Linked DNA regions of Arachis hypogaea: region 1 is linked to region 2. Evidence: chromatin contacts called from public Hi-C data. All regions are on one chromosome and are shown on one strand. Each heading gives the region's core, a stretch centred on a gene start, on an enhancer-like site or on the middle of the called end of the contact. The rest is flanking DNA. Distances are from core to core; before and after follow the strand shown. Region 1 has its middle 17 kb from the start of LOC112751611. Region 2 holds the start of LOC112751605 (large ribosomal subunit protein uL30y).

Region 1 (3,498 bases), core at 398-2,897, 99 kb after region 2:
GGCATTGTCATGAATAATCTCGAGAGCCACCATGCAATCATTTTCACATTCCACCTTTCTATACCCAAACTGCCACGCCAACCACAAACCATGGCGAATAGCTACTAGTTCCGCTGCAACGCTGCCGGCGAAACCAATATGACTGACGAATCCGGTAATGCAGTTGCCATCTTGATCTCTAAGTAAGCCACCACATCCGGCTCTTCCTGGATTTCCCCTTGAACTTCCATCCACGTTGAGTTTGATAGCCCCTTCAGATGGTGGAACCCAGCGAACTAACATCCTTTATATACAAACACAGTAAATTCTCAAACTAAACACAACTATATCTGATCTTGGTTGCCATATTCAAAGATGCTATTATAATTTTGCAATTATTTTGTAGTGTGTACATAGCTAAGGAAAACCAATGGCAAAGAGAAAAACATGTGGGCACCAAAACCAGAGGACTTCAATTTAGAACGAACTTGATCATACATATGTGAAACATTTTTGTATATAAAATCATATATGTTTGTAGCAAAATAAAAATATTAAGTAATAATAAAGAGATTATTTACTTGATTTTAGACTGGGTTGGATCACTGATTGAGAGGAATAGAATGATGTGATGAACAAAAACAAGAACTAGAACTTGAGTGGGTTGTGGGTTGATGGTATAACTGTAAGCGAATGAAATGGTCAATTATTTTTGTACAGATTTATAGAGATTCATTTTCGGTTTTCAGTGAAAGGTACCAGGCCTCATTTGGAGAGGACGAGGGAAAGAGGGATTTGAGAAGAGGTGAGAGAAGAGAGGATTTGAGAGTGTGAGCTTCAGATTGTAATTGTATTCGTTCAACAACTGCTTGAACTGCATTGCTTAAATAGTTAAATAGCACAGAGTAACTAACCGAACTCTCACGTGTAACTAACTGCGGACTCAGCCTCTACTTTACCAATCATTGCAGGAGAGAGGAGGGGTAGATGACTGGCTTGCTGCATTTATGGAGCGAAACTTTTTTTTCTATTTTTTGATGGAAAAGATTATTATAACTGTATTAAATGATGATCGTTCTTGAAAACTCTTCCCAGTTATTCAATTAAAGTAAGGAAATAAATAAAGTAAAGGGGATAAAAAAAAAAAGAACAGAAGGGAGTTCCGTTCACGTTGTGTTGGAGGCTTGGAACTATCTTTCTTACCTAAGTTTTACATACAAAAGTTATTTTAATTATATGTCTAGTATGGAAATTCATATACTGACTAAATCTCCATTTTGAAGAGGTATCTTTTTTTTTGTCAATTGAGGAAGAATAATTTGGCAATATATATTTCCGTTACCTAATTTGAGCGACAAAATCATTACAGAATGTGTCTCCCTTATAATTACTAATTTCCCTTATGCTGTGTACTAGCAGATAGGGTCTAACATAAATTAGGAAGAACAAAATTAGAGATATATTAAAAAAGGTTTGTTATATGGTACAGATTTACGTTTACACTTTACAGATACTTTTATAACATTTCTCTTTTTCAGTACGTGTATAATTTTGTTTTTTTTTTTTTTGGTTATAGTATAATTTTGTCTTTATATTGGAAAAGTAGCTAGACAAGTTGTGGTGGTCTACTAAGTTGAGGGCTTAGTTAGGTACAAAAACGGGGAAGTTATCCATGTTGGACCCTCTCTATATATGGGTTGGTCCTTGACTTCTTAGATTGGTTTTTTTCTTTTTCTTAACAGATCCTGCAAGAAAAATAAAGAAAGAGTTTTAATATCAATAATAATATTAATTAGCTAAGACAAAAAAGATATTAATTAGCTAAAATATAAATTTAATTTTAATTGATATAATTATTTTTAAAAAAAGTTAAAGCATATGCACTTTTTAATTGATGGAGAAATTTGGTAACTACTTTTATATATTATATATGAAAGAGAGCTTTTTTCTTGTATAATTCAAAAATGAAAAAGAAAGAGAAATTTTTGGAGTTAACAATTTTTAGTAGTTTTGGTTATTATTTAATCAGTACAAATATTAAATTATTTTTAAAAAAAATTTATTAATTTATATGGACAAATTTAAAAAAATATATGGATACAAATTATATTAGTTTATGTGTGTAAAATTTTAATAAATAATTAAATATAGATACAAATTATATGCTTCTATATGTAAAATATTTATAAATATAAATGTAAATTATTATTGACAAAAAATAATAATATTTGCTAACGACTATACAGCATTGCTCATATTCTAATTATTAAGTATATTTAAAAGTTGGCATATTTTTAATTATTTACATACTTATTTAACTATTTTTTTTATTAATCTGTTAAAAGCTTTTAAATTCTAATAGTATTTAATTTATATATTGGTACATGTATTAAAATGGCTAAAAAATACAAACAAAGAAAAATTTTATAAAAAAAGTATAATTACTTAATGTTTATATGTAAATGGACCTTAGGTTTGATTGTAGTGAAATTGGAGTAAATACCCATAGTTGTCCTTGAGATTAGCGCAAATATTCAATGTAATTCTTAAGATTCCGATTTTTTCATTGTAGTCCCCCAAATAGAGCTCCGAACACTCAAAGTATCTTTAATATTAGTGTCAAAATTCGTATTTTTAATATTTCTACTTTTCTAAACTATAAAATTTAATTTTCTAATTTTTTGAATAATAATTAATTTATTGACTAATTATTTATTAATTTTTCAGAATTTACAGCCTCAGAATAAAAATATTTAACTGGCTGGCCTTACACAAGAGACTCCTAACCTCAGAACATCGTGCACATTTTTTTGGTGTCTTCCCCTACTGCCACAGATGCAATGGATGTCCAGAAACCATAAAATATGTTTTGAGAGACTTTCTTGGTGATTCAAGTTTATGGACACATTTAATACACCCTTCTTTTTTTGAAGAAGATAGTATTATATTAAAGCGGGCCTAGCAAGTCCAAATAGGCCAGATTACAAATTTCAAGAAGAGCTTTCTCCACTCATATAGTATCTAAATTGGATAGGGCCAGTTTTGCTAAATTATGTGCAACAAGGTTTCCATTTCTCTTTACATAAAAAATCTGAAAAGTTCTAAACCTATTCAAAAAATGATTGCAGTTTGAGAGAATTAAGCCCAGACTATTCTTGTAAGACTGAGCATTCCTAAGGCCCCTAATAATATTCATATTATCACCCTTTATGATTATATAAAAAAAAATACCCATGTAACGCCATATTTAGGCCAAGAAGACACGCGGTTGCCTCTGCTTCAGCAATTGATAAATCAGTTGAGAGCTTTCATATGCCAGCTACCATAATAACTTCCTCTCCATCTCTAATTACTGCTCCTGCTCCCCTCTCCTTATCGCTGGAACAAGATGCATCAAAATTGAGCTTGTACGCTCCTGATGGTGGCGCCTCCCATGAACTGTGACTAAGACTCCCCGGTGGAGGTGCTGCAGCGGTTGAAGAGCGATGATTCTCTGTCTCTTCAAATTTGCAGAACCTG
Region 2 (3,163 bases), core at 65-2,564:
ATTAAACAAAGAAATTATATTTGTTTATGAAGTGTGTTAAGCTTTGCTTGACTTAGTAATGTTGAAACACTTTTAATAGAGATTGTTTGTTTTCAATTCCAAAAAACTCTTTTTTTTTTCGGTCTGGCAAAAACGACTTTCGATTGTGGAATGTAGTTGGGAAAAAAAAAAGATCGATCTTTTTTTTTTCAGAAATAGATCAAAAATCCACACTGATAGTAGGGGGGAGGCCTAACACTTAATTTTTCTCATTCCCTTTAAAAAAATTTCATTAATGCGATCAACCACAACTGATTTCCTTATGATAGAATGCATATCAAAGAATTAAAACAGAATGCAAATCAAAGAATGCATATCAGCATAAATAAGAAGTTAAGAATAAACAGTCAATAGCATATTCAATCAAGCTACCAAGCCACCAAACTAGTATCGATGTTTGACTTCATTCATAAATTAGAAGTTAGTTAGCATTTTAAAAATAGGAAAAAGAAGCTGTCCACAAAAGCATGAAAGAAGCTGTCCAGTAAAACAAATTTCATAAACAAATTCACAAAAAAATTTCAAAAGCATGAAACAAGCTGTCCATAGCCACAAACACAAGAATATATGATTATATGATAGAGCCATAACAAAAACAAAGAATAGGTAAACTGTAATCACAGTTCCTTATTTCAAAAAATAAAAAATAAAAATCTTCACTTACTGAAAGTCTGAAACACAGCCGCCAAGGAGCAGAGGAAGAGAGAGGAGCGCGCCGGGAATCCGCCGGACACAGAACCGTCGAGGCCCGAGAGGCAAAGGAGGAGAGATGAGCAGAGGATAGAGTAGAGGCAAGACCAAACAGCGCCGTCGGGGGTGCGATTCGGTGAAGACTGGCGAAAATCGTGATGAGACAGGGACCGGCGACTGGGAGACCGACGATGATGAGCTGCTGCCTGAAGGCTGAAGGAAGTCGAGGGTCAGGGTCTCTCAGTCTCAACTCTCAAGGTCAGGGAAGGGAAATTAGGGCCGGCTGTTGTTTGTGGTTGTGGGAAGGAAAAGTGAAATATTTTTATTTATATGATATGTAAATTTACAAAAATACCCTTAAAAAAATAAGATAGCAGCCCACTCCCATTTTTGACAGGTTCAACCCGTTTTGACATCCATACGTTCTATTAAAATGATCGATCAAGGCACGTTATTATCTATATAATATAGCATTCTTTTTTCTATTTTTATCTATCACTTACAGAATGTAGACCAAAATGATTTACGTTATGAAACATAATAACCTTGGGAAATGAAGTCGTGGTGATGACTAACTTTAAGCATATTCTCCTGTAAATTACAGAATAACATATTGAACATTTCTAGTCAGTTCTCATGCATCATGTTAAATTATACAGATAGCATTGTATTTGATGTCATTTTGATCTTTTCCTAGTTGGTGAAAGTTGGGAGCATTGCAACCACATATTGTTGATACTGATAACAATGGACGTTAATCCTGCTTGACATCTACACTTGCAGGTTTAATAGGTTCTACTTGAGCTGGTTCAGTATCGGCCTCAACCTGCCATAACATTAAGGTTTGGAGTTAAAATTATATTCATAAAGTTTATGAAGTTGAAGCATTCATACAAAAATACAAACATAATACAGCGCACGCATGATGCAACACCTCTGATGTGTGTTCCATGAGCATTTACAATCACTCGTTTTCTTTTAAAATGTTTGATAAGTATGTAAAACATTAAGAATAAGTGAGTGTGGATACTCTTTATACAGATTGCTTCTGACTTAATTGGATATCACTCCAGGAATTTCACGTCAATCACCCTGTTTATTTATAAGGATTAGGTTTTCCGCTTTTCCTTATTGCATATCATATTGTTGATGGCAGCTCCAGAACAAATCACAAATCAAGATAGTGCCATGCATATGCTAGGCAACAAGATTCAGAACCAATACCAGATCTAAATTCTAACTCCAGTTATAAGCTATAAGAGATAAGCTTGAAAGTAGAATACAAAATATCATTTTGTTCAACAGCTTTCCATAACATTATGTATTCAAGTTACTAAAGAGACACTGAGGAGATTAATGGGGTTCATGACCCAGCACACCATTGGCTATTTCCTGTAAACAAAGTGTTAAGTCTCTCTTACCAACCAGGATGAAATCATGGACAACTACGCTACTAGAAATTCAAAGAATTTACCTTAAAAATGAGCACAAATTCTCTATCATTATAATTAAAATGGGATTTCTCATTATGATGCACTTAAATTTTGGTTTGGAGAAAGTTTGCGCCACTTCAATTTCATGGAATGCCCCCACAACTCATTAGATGCTCATAAAAAATATATTTACAAGTGAGTTGCTAACAAAATAATCAAGGAATCTAACCCGAGTTATAGTGAAGTTTGAGCATTAAGTAAACTAGATGAGCAAACTCACGTTGGGTTCTATTTCTAACCACTACCTCGTTGAGCTCAAGCAGCAGAGATTGTTAGCCATCAGTCCAAGGTGGTTTTTTCCCCCAAGGGAAAGAAGGGAACTAATCCTTTTCGAGCACAATCAAGCATTCTCTCCACAAGTAGAACCTAGATTTTCCCCATTGCCGTAGAGTGCCTCTACTACTACACCATAACCCTTGGTGATAAAGGTCCTAGGATCAATTAAGGTTAACTAATGATTTGCCAATTATACACCCCAAAGGAAAATGAAAAAGGAAACAAAGATAGCTTCTTCACTCTTAATTTTGTAAAAAGGAATTAAACCCCCCAGTCCCCATGGTTGTTAACAACAGATAAGTTGAAGTTCACACCTGAAGTTAAACAATAACAAGGGCAAATTCAAAGTTCAAACAATATCCTATTGCATAGCTGTATATCATAAACCAGTTGCAATAATAATAATCATAAAATTCATTCATCATCGCTTACTTTAGCAGTATCCCTCTTGGCTGCAGGCTTGTATGGACATGCTGCAGGAGCCCTCTCTGGTTTCCTATACTCCCAACCAAAAAGCCTATAGATTTTCCCCTTTTGAAAAAAAAAAAACCATAAGCATCAATGTTAGAACCAATTACAAAAACAACACAAATATATGAAGCTTAAAAATTACTATGTTTTAAGGCTTTAGTACACATTAATTAATTAAACAAAAAAAATTCACC

The links. A called contact is a pair of places that touch in the nucleus more often than the background predicts.
Region 1: a contact with region 2 is called in a Hi-C map of an unstated tissue, with 5 times the contacts expected there. The contact joins the enhancer-like site here to the promoter of LOC112751605 in region 2. A contact is called at or near these places in 3 of 8 Hi-C or Micro-C datasets (leaf and an unstated tissue).

What each region holds. Positions count from the first base shown.
Region 1 is chr15:155,614,809-155,618,306 of arahy.Tifrunner.gnm2.J5K5, forward strand. No RefSeq gene overlaps it. Among protein-coding and RNA genes, the nearest start is that of LOC112751611, 17 kb to the right of the region's middle. Within about 2 kb of position 1,648, at least 2 of the 3 cell types and tissues checked have open chromatin away from gene starts, as enhancers often do.
Region 2 is chr15:155,516,232-155,519,394 of arahy.Tifrunner.gnm2.J5K5, forward strand. LOC112751605 (large ribosomal subunit protein uL30y) reads right to left here and starts at 1,315. Exons shown (of 8, transcript XM_025800802.3): 1 at 1,275-1,315; 2 at 704-1,154. It overlaps LOC112751606, which reads right to left. Exons shown (of 4, transcript XM_025800803.3): 3 at 2,931-3,029; 4 at 1,276-1,555. The coding sequence ends at 1,484.